Regions from separate parts of the Rattus norvegicus genome. Here regions 1 and 2 are each linked to region 3. Evidence: chromatin contacts called from public Hi-C and HiChIP or PLAC-seq data. All regions are on one chromosome and are shown on one strand. The core of a region is the stretch at or near the end of the contact, and the rest is flanking DNA. Distances in the headings are between cores, read along the strand shown. Region 1 holds the start of F3 (coagulation factor III, tissue factor). Region 2 overlaps LOC102554786 (a long non-coding RNA gene). Region 3 has its middle 23 kb from the start of Slc44a3.

Region 1 (4,654 bases), core at 325-2,824, 180 kb before region 3:
AGGATTTGGGTGTGCTTGGTAAGCACTCAAGGGACAGAGGGCACCTCACAACCCCACACACCCGTTCCTGTCGCATCAGTTTAAAGTATGGAAATGTTTCATCCGATGGAACATGGCAGTAGCCAGCAAATTACCATGAACACCCATTTGGTAAACAGCCTCATCCAACCACCTCTATTGGTGCACAAGACCTGGCTTACCTTATCTGAACAGTGTAGGTATAGTTGGTGGGTTTCGGTTGCCACTCCAAGATTGTCTTGAAATCAGTTGATATCCAAGTTAAATTAAACGCTTTCCCTGGAGGAGTGCCTGCAAATAAACACAAAAGATCTCTAACTGCATGCACTTCAGTGTTCTCCACCTCGGGCTAATGTCTAAAACACTTTCCCAGCCTCCGCCATCAAAGGGCACACATTTTTTTTGTTTGTTTGTTTCCGCTTTGTTTTCAGTCACAAAAGCTTTGCTCACTTGTAAAGAACAGAGGGTGACCCATATAGCCCTCCAGGCAACATCCACAGGCAATCCGTGGAAACAGCTGAAGATCCAGAGGTCCTTCTTTAAATGTTCATGGGAAAGCCCACTTTAAAACCGCACGGAAGGAGAATCCAAGGTGCCAGAGAGTCCCAGAATCTTCTGAAGCAGTCCGGCAGGAAGGGTTTGAGTAAGTTCGTTTGAAACAGGGCTCATCCGCCACACATGCACACGCACACGTGCACACAAACACACAGTCAGGAATGTGCATAAACGAAAAAGTCTAACCTGACCTTTCCCATTGTAATCTAAAATATCTTTACACCGAAATTCTCAGGGAGAGCAAGGCAGATGTGCGGCCCACGTGGCACCTGTCGCATGGTGGGATGCTATGCCATTAAAATACTGTCCAACGTCTCTTTTTGCAAGTCCCTGGGTTTCAGCCTCTGCCTCACCCCAACACTGGGTAGATGTGGGTATGCACTCTGTCTTGCCTGAGTTTACAACAGCGTTGCTTCTTAAACCAAAGGCCACAAGAGCGCACACCTTAACATCAAACCACGCGAAGCACGCCGACTTTGGCAAAGGCGGGCCCTGGAGCCCGCCACCTTCAAGGGCCCAATTTCCTAGGAAGCTCTTCCTTCAGAGTTAAAGCTGGAACCCCAGTTAATCCTATGTAACCACGGTGGATGCACAAAGCAGGCATCTTCAGCGGCGACAACAGCCGGGAGTCCGGGTACCAACTACCTTCCCTCCCTGAGTTCATTGAAACGCTCAAGGCTAGCGCAGCCGAATCCACAGGTACGGCGGGACACCTTGGCGTCCTCAAGGAACCAGAGCAGCCTCCCAGCCAGCCAGACCCATTCTTTGTCTCCCGCGGGCGGTGCACCCCGGGCTTCTCAGGATCAATGCCACTCACCTGCACCAGCGGCCACCTGAAGGAGAAGGAAGCCGAGAAAGGTGGGCGCGAGGGCCGCTAGGAGGCGCGGGCGCATGGGGATAGCCATGTCCAAGGGCTGCTGGCGAGGTCGCGGGGCTTCAGCAGAGGCGCGGAGGCTACGCTACACGAGCGATCAGACGGAGCGAGTGATGGGTACCGGTTGTACCCAGGCTGCCGGGGTCCGCGCGGGGCGCGTTATAAAGGGCCGCGCGGACACCGGCTCCTCTCCACCCCGCGCCGCCTCCGCCGAGGCTCGCGACTCCCCGCCCCCCGGGGCCCCGGTCACTCGCTTTCGCGGTGGGCGGCTCCCGGTCAGTCCACACCCCTGCTCCGCCCACTCCCCTCCCGTAGGAAACTCCGAGACCCCGAAAGGGGTGACTCAACCGTGATTCAACACCACCGCCGAGCACCCCTTCGGCGCAGGCGGATCCAGGTACTGCGGAGACCCAGGCTCCCGGGCTGTTCCCTGGGTGACCACCCTAGGTGGTTTGCTGGGGAGAAAGGAGTTGCGCTGTTGGAGGGACCTAAGTTGAAAGTCAAGGGAGCCTTACTTTCACTCTGCTTTCGATATACGCTGAGCCCTCAGCAGAGGATGTATCAAAACTCCTGGACTATCCCTGGTAGCCAAGGGCAGTTCCAAAGCCCAGCCTGAGCACCCGGTGGTTAGCAGAACATTCAGTCCCTTGGTACGCTGTACAGGGCGGTGCAATAAATGCACGTGTCTGCCATGGACAAGGCCCCTGGATTAGGTCTAAAGGCCACTGGGCTCCCCGACTCCCATTCCTGAAGTGATTGAGGAACTGCAGCTTGAAGCCTGGGAGAATTTGACCAAGACTTCAGTAGCCACGGGTTCCAGGAAGGCTGGTTCTTACGTTGAAGAGGACAGCAGTGGGTTGTAATGAATTCCTCCAAAGCACAGAGAAAGAAAAAAATGAAACTGAAAAAAAAAAACATTCGGACTTCCCAATTTGTTTATTTTTTTCCTTCCTAGACCCTGGGAATGAAACCTACCCATTTCAAGGACACCTCTGTCACTGAGCCTAGTGGCAGCCAGGTGTCACCTGCAAGCTTTGGATTTTCTTCATCTATTTCCTGGCTTCCCCTTCTAGGCTTTATTGGGAAGTTGGACCTGAGAATATCACTTATCCTACCGCTAGCACTTACTCAACATGGCGTCAGAAGGTTTCTTACCATTCCTGGTTGACTGTCCTGCTTATTCCTTCTTTTATGCCGGTGGTCCTCAACCTCGCTAATACTGGGACCCGCATACAGTGCCTCATGCTGTAGCGACCCCCAACCATAAACAATATTTCCATTGCTACTTCCTAATTGTAATTTTGCTACTGTTATGAATTGTAATGTAAATATCTGTCTTCCCATGCTTTATATACTTTCTTTCGTTCTTTCTTTCTTTTTTACTTTCCTTGAGTAAAGTCGATTAGGTCCACTTTGTAGGCTCTGAGAAGTGTAAAAAGTTACTAAGCTGTTGTCACACTCACAATGGCTTTTGGTTAGGCTTCCTGATGATGCCTGAGAATGGACAGGGCAGAACCTCTTAGCCTTTTACAATACCAGTCTTGAGGTCAGCTGGTCCCTGTGCTCACTGGCCTAATTATACAATGTAGCTCTATCTGTTCCTCTACTCCAGGGACTTTTCCCTCCTGACCTCACCTTCTCCTCCTCCCAATGGAGCAAAGGAAGATGGCATCAAGAAAACTGTTCAAGGAATGAGTTTTCCATCCACAGACAGAGGACACTGCAGCAGGTGTGGGAAACACTTGCAGTTTGGGGAAATTACTGTTCATAGGCAAGTGTCCTGTCGGCTATTCCTTAAAGCAGACATACACGAGGACACGTAAAGGGCTCGATTTTCCTTTTGCATAACTGGTGGTGTCATGTAGCTGATGAAGAGTCTGAAAATGACCAGGAAGTGATTTCGAGCCCTTCCTGTTCACATTTATAGAGCATGCTAACAGCGTTACCAATTCGATTTCATCAAGTAATTTACATAATTTCAATTGTGCCCTCACTCGTCAACTTCTCCATTTGAGCTTTTTGGGGGAGAGGGAGGATCCGGTCCCCCGCACCCCCTTAGCTCTTAGCACAGTTACCAGCCCCCAGTGGGTACTTGACATTTGAGTCAGTGAAGATCACCATGCAGCCTTGCTTGGTGCTGAAAGTTTTCATTACCATTCAAGAGATGAACTCTGTCACTGGAGTTTCTCTGTCTGGGAGCCAGGCATCGAGGGAATCTGATTGGTGAGAAAAATGCAAATCTATGGGATCCAAGAGCCTTGCTCCATAGCCAGCCCCAGCCAGCCCTAGCCAGCTCAAGGTGGCTGAGGGTCTTTCCAGTTTCTAGGACTTCTAACTGGAGAAGAGGTCGTTTCAGAGCGGAATGAAGAAGTTTGGGGGCTGCTTTCATTTTTCTAACAGCCTATAGTCGAGTGATTCAGAATCTGCTCAGTCATGGGATGCGACTGGTGTGACTGTTGGTAGCCAGGCTTAACAGGCTGTTTGGCATAAACTCCTCCAAACTTCTCTCTTCCCAGGAGAAGGGCAGGTTAAGATTTGTGGCAGAAGGTAAAACTGAAAGTAATTATTTTTAAAAGCCCGTTATACGCATGTGAGAGAGTAAAATAAGCAATTTAACTGTTCCCCCTCCCCAATTTTTTTTCTTTTTCAGGTAAAAGGCAAAATATGAGAAAAAGCCAGAGGAACCTCAGAGTTAGTGAGAACGAGGAGTTCTGAGTGGGGGAGAAAAAGTGACTCAGCAAAACCGAAGAAACATCTGGCAGGGTTAGTCATGGCGAAATTGGCCGTGGCCATGAAGAATTTTTGTGAAAATAATTATGTACTACCCAACAGTTTACGTTCTGTCCAAAATTAGGTGGTAACCTGTACAACGAAAATCTTTCCTCCTAACCATTCAAAATGCTTCTGCTTGCCAGTTTGGTCAGTAACTCAGTTAGTTATCAGGCAGCACCAAGATTCTGAAAAGCACGGTTTTATCTGCTTGCTCATTTGCTGTTTAGTTTGTGTCGAGACGGGTTCTCGCTCTACATCCCCGGCTCGCCTGAGACTAGTGTAGACTAGGCTGGCGTCCAGCTCACAGAGCTCTACCTGCCTTTACCTCCCGAGTGCTGGGATTAACGCCTTTGCCACCCCACCTGTCTTTAGAAAAAACCCCCACGATTTTAGAGAATAATCTTCCAATCTGTGTCTCAGGGTTTTTAATTCCAA
Region 2 (4,710 bases), core at 698-3,197, 150 kb before region 3:
CTCTCCTCTCCTCTCCTCTTTCTTCCACTCTCTCCCTTTTCCCCTCTCTTCTCTCATACACACCCTCCAGGAAGTTCAAAACGTCTGTGCCAGAGTACAATTTACAAGAATGTAACAATTATAAGGAGGCTGAGAATTAAAGTCCCCAAGTGTGGATTTCTAAGAACTGTCCACCAACCTCCCTCCCTTCAGAAGCAGACACCATGTCTGATGAAGGCGCCTGATCTGAGTGATGAGAAGGATTTGAGAGTCCGGGAGAGCCTCAAGCCACTGTTCAGATGGTCAAGAGCTCTCTGTGCCAGCAGTGTGGTGGGAGACAGTGGAAGCTGGGAGACACTTGGACTCTTGGCTCTGAGGGAACAGCCTCTTATCATTAACTTTGAGTAATCTTCTTCTGGAGTTTTCTTATATTCAAAATAAACATCAAGGTTCTTTCCCGTACAACTGGGATGGCTGGGTCAAAGCTGAGACAGTTTGAGGGGCCCATTTATTTTTCCCAAGCAGCGCTTCATGTTTTGTCCTTGACAAAATTCTGCAGCTCACTGAACACTGAAAGCACTTCACAGGTTGTCTATGTTTATTTGTTTTTGGAACATGAAAAGATTTCGTGTGAAGTAACATCTAGTATGCTCGTCCATTTGATCACATTGCCAAGACTGTTTTGCTTAACCACAGTCAAAGCTTCACATACATTAAACATATCCTCAAATGCTTCTGCCAAAAGGACCACCCCGAACCATATCCAGTTCACAGGATCCGTTCTCCATGCCTCCAACTACAAGAAGTGACCTGGAGTGCCCTGCTGATCTAGGATGTTGTAAGAGATGGCTCAGTGGTTAAGAACGCTCTCTGCTCTTCCAGAGGATAGGAGTTCAGTTCCCAACCACCATGGCATTTAACAACTCTCTGCAACTCCAATTCCAGAGGGTCTGATACCCTCTTCTGCCCCCCAAAGCACTTTATGCACACGGTACACAGACATGCAAGCAAGCAAAACACCCATGCATGTAAGATAAAAATACAAGACGTGTAGAAGAAGGGGGGTGGAGAGGAGGAGGAGGAGGAAGAGGAGAAGGAAGAGGAGGAAGAAGAAGAAGAGGAAGAAAAGCAACTTTTTTGGATTCTGTTCTGACTGCCAGGACAAATAAAACACCATAGACTTAAATTTTTGCACAGCTGCCTACTAGGTATTAGAACTAAGAAAAGCCTGCCAGTGAGATGACACCGTGTACAAAGGTTCTTGTCACCAAGCCTGATGACCTGAGTTCAATCTTGAGGACCCAGACAATAGGAGAGAAGTGATTCCTGCGAGACGTCCTCTGACTTCCACACATTCTTCAGTGGTGCGGACATCCCTCTAATAAATATAATTTAAAACATGAAAAGAAAAATGTCTCAGCAAATAACCCTAAATATTCAAGGCAGTTCCAGCCACAGGGCGTCAGTCATGGACGGATGTAAGTCTGTGCCTGTATGGAAGTTGACAGGAGTGTCTGTGCTCATGGTGGGCAGCAAGCCCAGGGCCAGCACCACTGACCCAGACATCTCTCCGGGGCGTTTCCTCTATCTTCCATGAACAACCGAATGCCTTATGGTTCATTTAGGGTGTTTTTTTGTATAGAATTCACTGGAAGTTGATTCCCTCCTTTGTTTTATTTTTAAAAGAATATTCTTACGGTAAACTCGTGAGTCAATTTTAAGACAAGCAGGCAGATCTGACTGGCTGTTTCATTCCACCTTGAAAAGTATTTGGAGCTGCTCGCTGAGGGAATTGTATTTTCTTAAAATGTCACGGCTCATTCCTTTCACTCTTTTTATGGAAATACCGACTGTGAAGGCCCTGTGGTGATGTCCTTTCAACCTGCAAAGGCTGCTGGGATCTAGACAGTGGGATGCTTTAGGAGATGCTTCAGGGCTACCGCACAGGTCACTATGGATACCATCATAATCAGAGATGCTACGGTTCATCTTTCACGGCCAGAGCCGAGAGGCTCAGGAGCCTAGTTCCTGTGGCTGTGGCCTGCTACTTAAGAAGAATAAAAGATCACATGCTCTCCCTGCCGAGCATGAAACAGAAGCCCATTTGTATGGCTCCTTTTCGGTCATCCTGTTTTTGGACCGGAATAATCTGCCTCATGAAAAGAGTGAGCAGGAGCCTAGAAATGCAGTTCCCATCCCCCACCCCAACCTCACATCTCACTGTTCTCCTTTCATGCTATAGAGGCCCAGCAGAGGCCTGTCCCCAGTTTACCTCTGAATAGTCCCCCTGTTTGAGTAAGGCATCCACAATATCCTAGGAACAAGAGTTCTGATTGGCAGGATGGCATTCCTCCCTAATGAGAAGGGGAGCAAATTGTTCCCACCGACGAATTAATACTGGTTACTAAGCAACCATTTCTTACAGCAGTCCTGCTCTAGCAAGATGATAAAGAAGGAGGCCACTAATTTCCCAGAATTTGTTCATTACCAGCTCACGGCTCTGTCTGAGCGGACTGTCGACATATAAAAGTGCCCCCAAATATACCATAGTGGTAATGGTGCATCTCAAGACAGAAGAGGAAAAAGCAATGGCTTTAGAGCAAGCTGAGTTCACTTTCTGTAGCTCTAGTAAGTTGTTCAAGGGGGCAAATGTGTACCCATCCTGTACAGCACGGTTTTGTCCCGTTAACGTTGCGTGACAATCCTGGGACAGTAGGTTAGTATAGTTTACAGATTATCTGACACAAAACTCAGAGAGGTGAAGTCGTGACTGGATCAAAATCAGACAGAAAATAAGTAGCTAAGTCAAGCCTAGGGTCCTGGCACGGCATGGTGTAAATCATTCAACCTCCCTCCCCACTGTGGAAGCTGACAGATTTCTGTCCTGTAAAAGGAAGTGAGCTGGCTAGCTACATAGGCAACAGTGTCGATTAATAACTAAATATTTGCTAATTTAAAAGTCCAACTGAATTGCTCAGGTAATCACAATTTGATTTCTTCCTGGACAGAGTAGCTTTATAAGAATGCTATGCTCTTGCAGCCTGCCTGGCCCTACACAGAAAGGATGGAGAGAGAATGAAGTCATATCTTCCTAGGAGTGTACGGAGAAGACTACATTCTTGTGACTCCTCTAACACCCTCGACCCGGGTCTACCAGACAATGGTCCATAGGCACCATATGTACCCCCTTTGTTGCCTAGAAACCACCGCCCATCCTCAAAGATGCTTCTCAGCCCTGTTTCTTCCCAGCTGACCTCTGCTCCCCTCTCAGAGCCCTCCTCGTGGCACAGAGCACACCACTCAGATCTTCCTTTATTCGTAGAAGCTCGGTGGGGAGGGTCGTTAGGCAGAAACTTCCTAAGGTGTCAGGAGGTAGTTCCCTGGGTCCAGCCATCTCAGGAGCGAGGTTGTCCTTGCTGACAGGATCAAAGCTGAGTCCATGTTCCCAGACCCTGGAACCCAACTCCTGTCCTGCTTCTTCAGACGTTTCATGTTTGTTAACCAGGATAGGGTGTAAAGAAGGAAGATACTGTTTCTCCGTTATCTAACTAAGGCATGCACCTCGGAAATGCGCTGCCTGTCTAGACTTAATTGGCTATGTGCTGTCTGCCCACTCCTTTGTGCTTTATAACTGTAGATTCCAGGTCAGAGTCCAGGAGGGAACCTGGCTGCAAAAGTTGACTCAAGGACCCTGAAACCAGGTCACCCAGCTAAGGCCCGCTTACCAGCGTTAACTTCCTTGTTTAACCCCTTATGTCAAAATATGATTGGTCAATGCAACAGCTAAGATCCCCCTTGCTTTGTGCTCCCATCCTATAAAAATGTTGTATAATCTTCCATCGGGGATGCAGTTCAGATCCCAAACTGGCTGCCTCCCTGAGTGCTCAGAAAATAAAGCTTTCATTTTTAAGTTTCCATATCTGAAGCGAGTTTTCTCGACTTCCACCCCGAACCCAACAAAGAATTGCACCAGCTTCCAAAGTCATCTCCAATGAATCCCCACACAAGAGTAGATCCACAGAGGGAAAAGCCTGTCTTAACCCAGCTTGGGTCAACTTTCCAGAGTCAGAGCTTCCTTTTGGGATTCCTGAGGCCACCATTGGGCCTGTTTTTACAAGTTAGCATCTCTGCTTGTCCTGCTTCCTCCCACCTTCCACAGAAGGTGATCTCAAGGACAGCCTGGATGCGCACCAACTCTTCCTCGGAGTCTGCTACGGAAGAAGCCCACAGCGCTGCATCGCCCCCTCCCCCACCTTCTTTGCACCCGCCTTGCCTCTTAGAATGCAGGCTCTATCAGGGGAGAGGTATCTTATCTGTTTGGCAACTGAGCTTGACGGGACCTAAGCCAATCACCATCTTATCTCTAAGCTTGAAGCCTCAGCATCTTTCAGCCATTACCACAGTGGTGCACGTGCTGGTTTTCCAGGGGAGTATGCCTTCCTATTATCCCTCTCTAGCAACCTCCATCACTCAACCAAGAATTACACGGACTCCCTCATCGTCCCTGAAAATCTGCTCTGCGTGACCAAATTCAAGCTTCGTGGCTGGTCCTAGGGAACCATACGGAGCAACTTAGAACCTGTGCCAGCAGCAATGGCTGTGTATGGGCAGAGGAAATGACCCCAGAATATGAGGACCCTGAATGCGGAAGCTCCTTCCAAATACGGATCGCTTTTCTGTTAGCTTATTTCTGTTTTAATTAGGTTTTAACCTAATTTTAAAAACACTGTT
Region 3 (4,257 bases), core at 158-2,657:
TCCACCTACTACCCATGAGACTTCAAACAGGTTATAAAGCTCAATATACCTCACCCAACTAGATGAGACCAGTAGTTTCCTGTAAAAATGTCACGGGGATTCAGCAATGTCACAAACAATGAGTCCCAGCCCTGTGCCTGGTACTTGCTAACTAGCTAATCAGTAGTAGTGTATCAAGATGTCCCTGCTGTCTCTGTGTTCAGACACCACCCTAAGGGCTAAAGGATTTTGTCTTGCACTCAGGCAGATAAACAACTCACTCTGATATGTTTTGATAAGATAGGACCACAAAGCTATAGGAACCAGGGTGAGTCAATTCCTAGAAAATGTGGTCTCTTCACGGAGCTTCAGAGTTTAAGTAGGATTTCATCAGGACAGAATAGGCTAGACATTCCAAGCAGACATTCCTACATCAAAGAAAGGCTAGGAGGACCCAGCAGGGTGAGGTTGGGCTGCGGCTCCTCCCGCTTCATTTTCTAGTAGCCTGCAGAGAATCGCTTTCTTCTTTCTTCTGGGCTCAGCAAACCTAGCCAGGGGCGAGGGGCTGATAGGAAGCTCCTTCCAAGGACAGAGAGTGTGGGACCCTCACAGACTCACTGCTGCCTCTCTGATGTGGGGGACACCAGGCCGAGTGCACCCTTCAGTCATCTAACGTGTCTGACTGCTGGTGGAAAGGGCAGAATTGCTAAGAGCCCAGCAAGGGAAATGGTGGGAAAGAATTCTTCTTAGAAACCTGGGCCAGCCTTCCCAAAAATCTCAGGACAATCCACAGTCGCTTGGCAGCCTGGCTGAGGTGGCCCAGCAGCTGAGGCAGTGCCAGCAAGCCTCCCATGCAGCTTTTCGCCACAAAGTCCCTGTTTCTTTTGGGTGCCAGCCATCTCCACAAGTCACACATGAGGTTTAGTACCAGAAGCGGAAAGTCACACAGACTGTAATACTTACGACCTTCCAAACATAAGCCTTCGCCTCCACGACTGGCAAGGAGATGCAGGGGTGGGGGTGGGGGAATAATGCCTGGCTCTGGGGAATTGTAGATGCAGCTGTGTATTTATTTATACATTTGGGGAAAGGGCATTCCGGGGATGTAATCATCTCATCGCCGGTGTAATTTGGGGCTGAAACTTGTAACTGTGCTAACGTTCCCTGCATTTTCTCCAACCCCTTATTTCAATCAAGAAACCAAGCTTCGTCTTTCTTATCCAGAGCTTTGGTAAAGTGGAGAGCAGACTCCTTACCAGAACAATAGAGACCAGAGGCATGGGGCAGGAAGAGCAGTAAGTTAAAAATGCACTTCCAGACACTGGCTCCATGCTCGCCAAGGATTGCTGGGACCAGAACTTAGACCTGAAGGGAATACAGAGAGCCCAGCCAGCTGCCTAGGCCAACAGCTAACTAGGCAGTACTTAAAGACAACTCAGAACTCAACGAGACTCTCCATGACTTAGTACCGACATCTCCCGGTCAAGACAGAGTCCTTCAAATGACTGAGCTGGAATTTCCTCCTAGACAAATAAAACAGGGACTAAATGAGCACTCTTTGCCAGTAAAAGCAGCCTTTCCTCTCACTCCCACGTGGAGAGCTTGTGACTGCCCCCGCCTGAGGAAACTGTAATGAACCTTCCTGAATGAACCTGGCCAGACACTTGTGATCTCAAGGCCCACTGCCTGGTCCTCATTGCTTCTAAATTCCCAAGTTCAAGTCCCAAAGAAGAGGTACAAAGTGAGATCGATAAGAAGGTGTACTTACATCCCAAGAAAAGGTACATATACTTAGATTCCAATCTATAAGGACAGAAGTCTAGGGACTATGTTTGGGAATGGACATTAAGAATATGGGGTGGGGGAAGAGGTAGAGGGGAGATTGGGAGGAGAGGTAGGAGAAAAACTGAGGTCGGGGATGTAATATATGAAAGAATAAGTTAAACACACTGAACTGGAAGAAGAACGAATATAGATGAAGTTAGATGAGGCCCAATTGGTTGTCGTGGTCTGCAAAGCAGAGATTCTGCATTTAGTGCTGTGGTTTGCTGAGGAAAGGTTCCAGGTAGAGGGTCTGCAAAGACATGCACCATGGAGGAAAGGTAGCTCTGATGTCGGAACTATGTTTCCTTTCCTCTTTTGTTTCAATAATGGGGACTGTTACCTCTGTCTCCTGCATGCCAGACAAGCTTTGTACCCCTGCACTCCAGTCCTTTTAAACCTTCTGTTTGGAAGTGAACAAGGGTCTCATTGCACTTTCCAGGATGACCTTGAATTCACTCTGCAGCCCAGGCAAGCCTTGAACTTGTAACCTCCCTGCAGGAAGAGGCAATACCGCATCCCTAGGGGCTCTGCAGAGAGCAATACCACTGTGGAAGGTCAGAAGAATGCTGGTCCTGCCTCATTCCTGCCTCATCTTCAGCTTGCTTATTTAGCAGATTCGGAGAACAGACAGCGTAGAGAGTGACAGTGGATCATAATAACCTTAGTCAGGTTATGGCTCCAGGGTAGCTGAGCTTCAAGATGTGGCAGCATGTGCCCCGATACCACTGTGGTATGCGACTCCTGAGCCAGCAATGCTTTTGTCTCAACCATAAAAGACAAGGAGGAGGAGGAAGAGGAATAGGAGGAAGAAGAGGAGGAGGAGGAAGGGGAGGAGAAAGAGGAGGAGGAAGAGGAGGTGGAAGAGGAGGAGGAAGAGGAGGAGGAAGGGGGAGGAGGAGGAATAGGAGGAGGAAGGGGAGGAGGAAGAGGAGGAGGAAGGGGGAGGGAGAAGGGGAGGAGGAAGGTGGAGGAGGAAGGGGAAGAGGAAGAGGAGGAGGAAGAGGAGAAAGAGGAGGAGGAAGAAGGGGAGGAGGAAGGGGAGGAGGAAGGGGAGGAGGAGGAGGAGGCCCTCGCCTCACCCCACATACAATTCAAAATGGAGGACAGATTTGTTTATTCTTTCTTCATGTATTTCATGTGTTTTGCTTACATGCACACGTGTATACCATATGAATAAGTGCTCCCTGTGGACATCAGAGGAGAGCACTGGATCCTCTGGAACTAGAATTACAGGTAGGTGGGTGCCGAGAGCTGAACCTGGGTCTTCTGCAAGAGCAGCCAGTGCTCTTAACCGCTAGGCCATCTCTCCAGCTCCACGATTCAAGATGAATAATAATCAAAATTTAAATCATAAGACTATAAACGTTCTAGAAAAAAACAGATGCCACCACCTTGGGTTATGTAAACATTTGTTAGCCATGACACCAAAATCATGACCTATAAATTTTAAGTGTGACATTGGCCTTTATCAAAATCAAGCTTCGCTACTCCAAAGGAGCCATTAAGAAAATTAAAGGATGCATTCCACATTTCAAAAAAAAAGGACTCACTTTAAAGAAATGTTAAAAGTTTGGGGGGACACATATGGTTAGCAAGATTTAAACTTATACAACATGTTATGTATCAAAATAAATACAAGATTTCACCATTGGCATGTATAATTTTTATGTTTGATGAATCACTTAAACTCTGAGGAAAAAAATTAAAAGACAGCCTAAGGAGAGGTATTTGCAAAGCACATATTCTGTAAAGGAATCATCAGAGTTTTTACAGCATAAGGCTAACCCAACAGAAAGGAACAAACAGGCTGGAGGGATGAGTCAGCAGGTAAGAGCATTTGCTGAGATAAGCGTGGTGACTCACATCATAGCTCTCTGCACGGGGGAGACACAGGCAGGTTGACCTCTGTGAGCTCGAAGCCAGCCTGGTCTACATAGAGAGTTCCAGGGTAGAAACCCTATCAAGAAAGACAGAGAGGAAGAAAGAAAGAAAAAAGGGAAGGAGGGAGGAAAGGAGGGAGGGTGGGAGGAAAGGAGGGAGGGTGGGAGGAAAGGAGGGAGGGTGGGAGGAAGGGAGGGAGAGAAAGGAGAGAGGAAGAGAGAGAGAGAGAGAGAGAGAGAGAGAGAGAGAGAGAGAGAGAGAGAGAGAGAGAGAGAGAACATTTGTAGGATTCCTGAGTTTGATTCCCAACATCTATGTGCTGTGGTTCACAAATGTCTGAAACTCCAGTTACAGAGGATCTGGTGCCCTCTATTGGCCACCTAGGGTACTGCATGTATGGGGTGCACATACAAACAAAAACAATCTTTAAAAATTAAATATAAAATATAAAATTAAGGGAGGGATAAACCTGATCAAAATATACTGAAATACCTAAAAACTAATAAAAAATTGATAAAAGAATACATTATACCAGATCTTTAAAAAGAACTGAGCTCCTTGGGGCTGGAGATT

What was found. Hi-C and Micro-C count contacts between places; a contact is called where the count stands out from the background. HiChIP or PLAC-seq counts read pairs in DNA pulled down with a chosen protein or histone mark.
Region 1: a Hi-C map of liver shows a contact between it and region 3, with 4 times the contacts expected there. The contact joins the promoter of F3 here to the enhancer-like site in region 3. A contact is called at or near these places in 9 of 12 Hi-C or Micro-C datasets (the A7r5 cell line, Schwann cells, frontal cortex and 4 more) and 1 of 1 datasets of contacts at active chromatin or transcription factors (oligodendrocytes).
Region 2: an H3K27ac HiChIP or PLAC-seq map of oligodendrocytes shows a contact between it and region 3, with 11 times the contacts expected there. The contact joins two enhancer-like sites.

The regions. Positions count from the first base shown.
Region 1 is chr2:212,508,692-212,513,345 of GRCr8, reverse strand. F3 (coagulation factor III, tissue factor) reads right to left here and starts at 1,574. Exons shown (of 6, transcript NM_013057.2): 1 at 1,391-1,574; 2 at 201-309. The coding sequence starts at 1,478. It overlaps LOC102555482 (a long non-coding RNA gene), which reads left to right and starts at 2,457. Exons shown (of 7, transcript XR_005501253.2): 1 at 2,457-2,593; 2 at 3,060-3,176; 3 at 4,098-4,210.
Region 2 is chr2:212,480,163-212,484,872 of GRCr8, reverse strand. All of the region lies in intron 1 of LOC102554786 (a long non-coding RNA gene), which reads right to left. Among named protein-coding and RNA genes, the nearest start is that of F3, 29 kb to the left of the region's middle. Within about 2 kb of position 1,947, at least 47 of the 93 cell types and tissues checked have an H3K27ac peak or open chromatin away from gene starts, as enhancers often do.
Region 3 is chr2:212,333,256-212,337,512 of GRCr8, reverse strand. No RefSeq gene overlaps it. Among named protein-coding and RNA genes, the nearest start is that of Slc44a3, 23 kb to the right of the region's middle. Within about 2 kb of position 1,407, at least 28 of the 93 cell types and tissues checked have an H3K27ac peak or open chromatin away from gene starts, as enhancers often do. A contact at or near this core is called in the A7r5 cell line and liver, where this site is marked.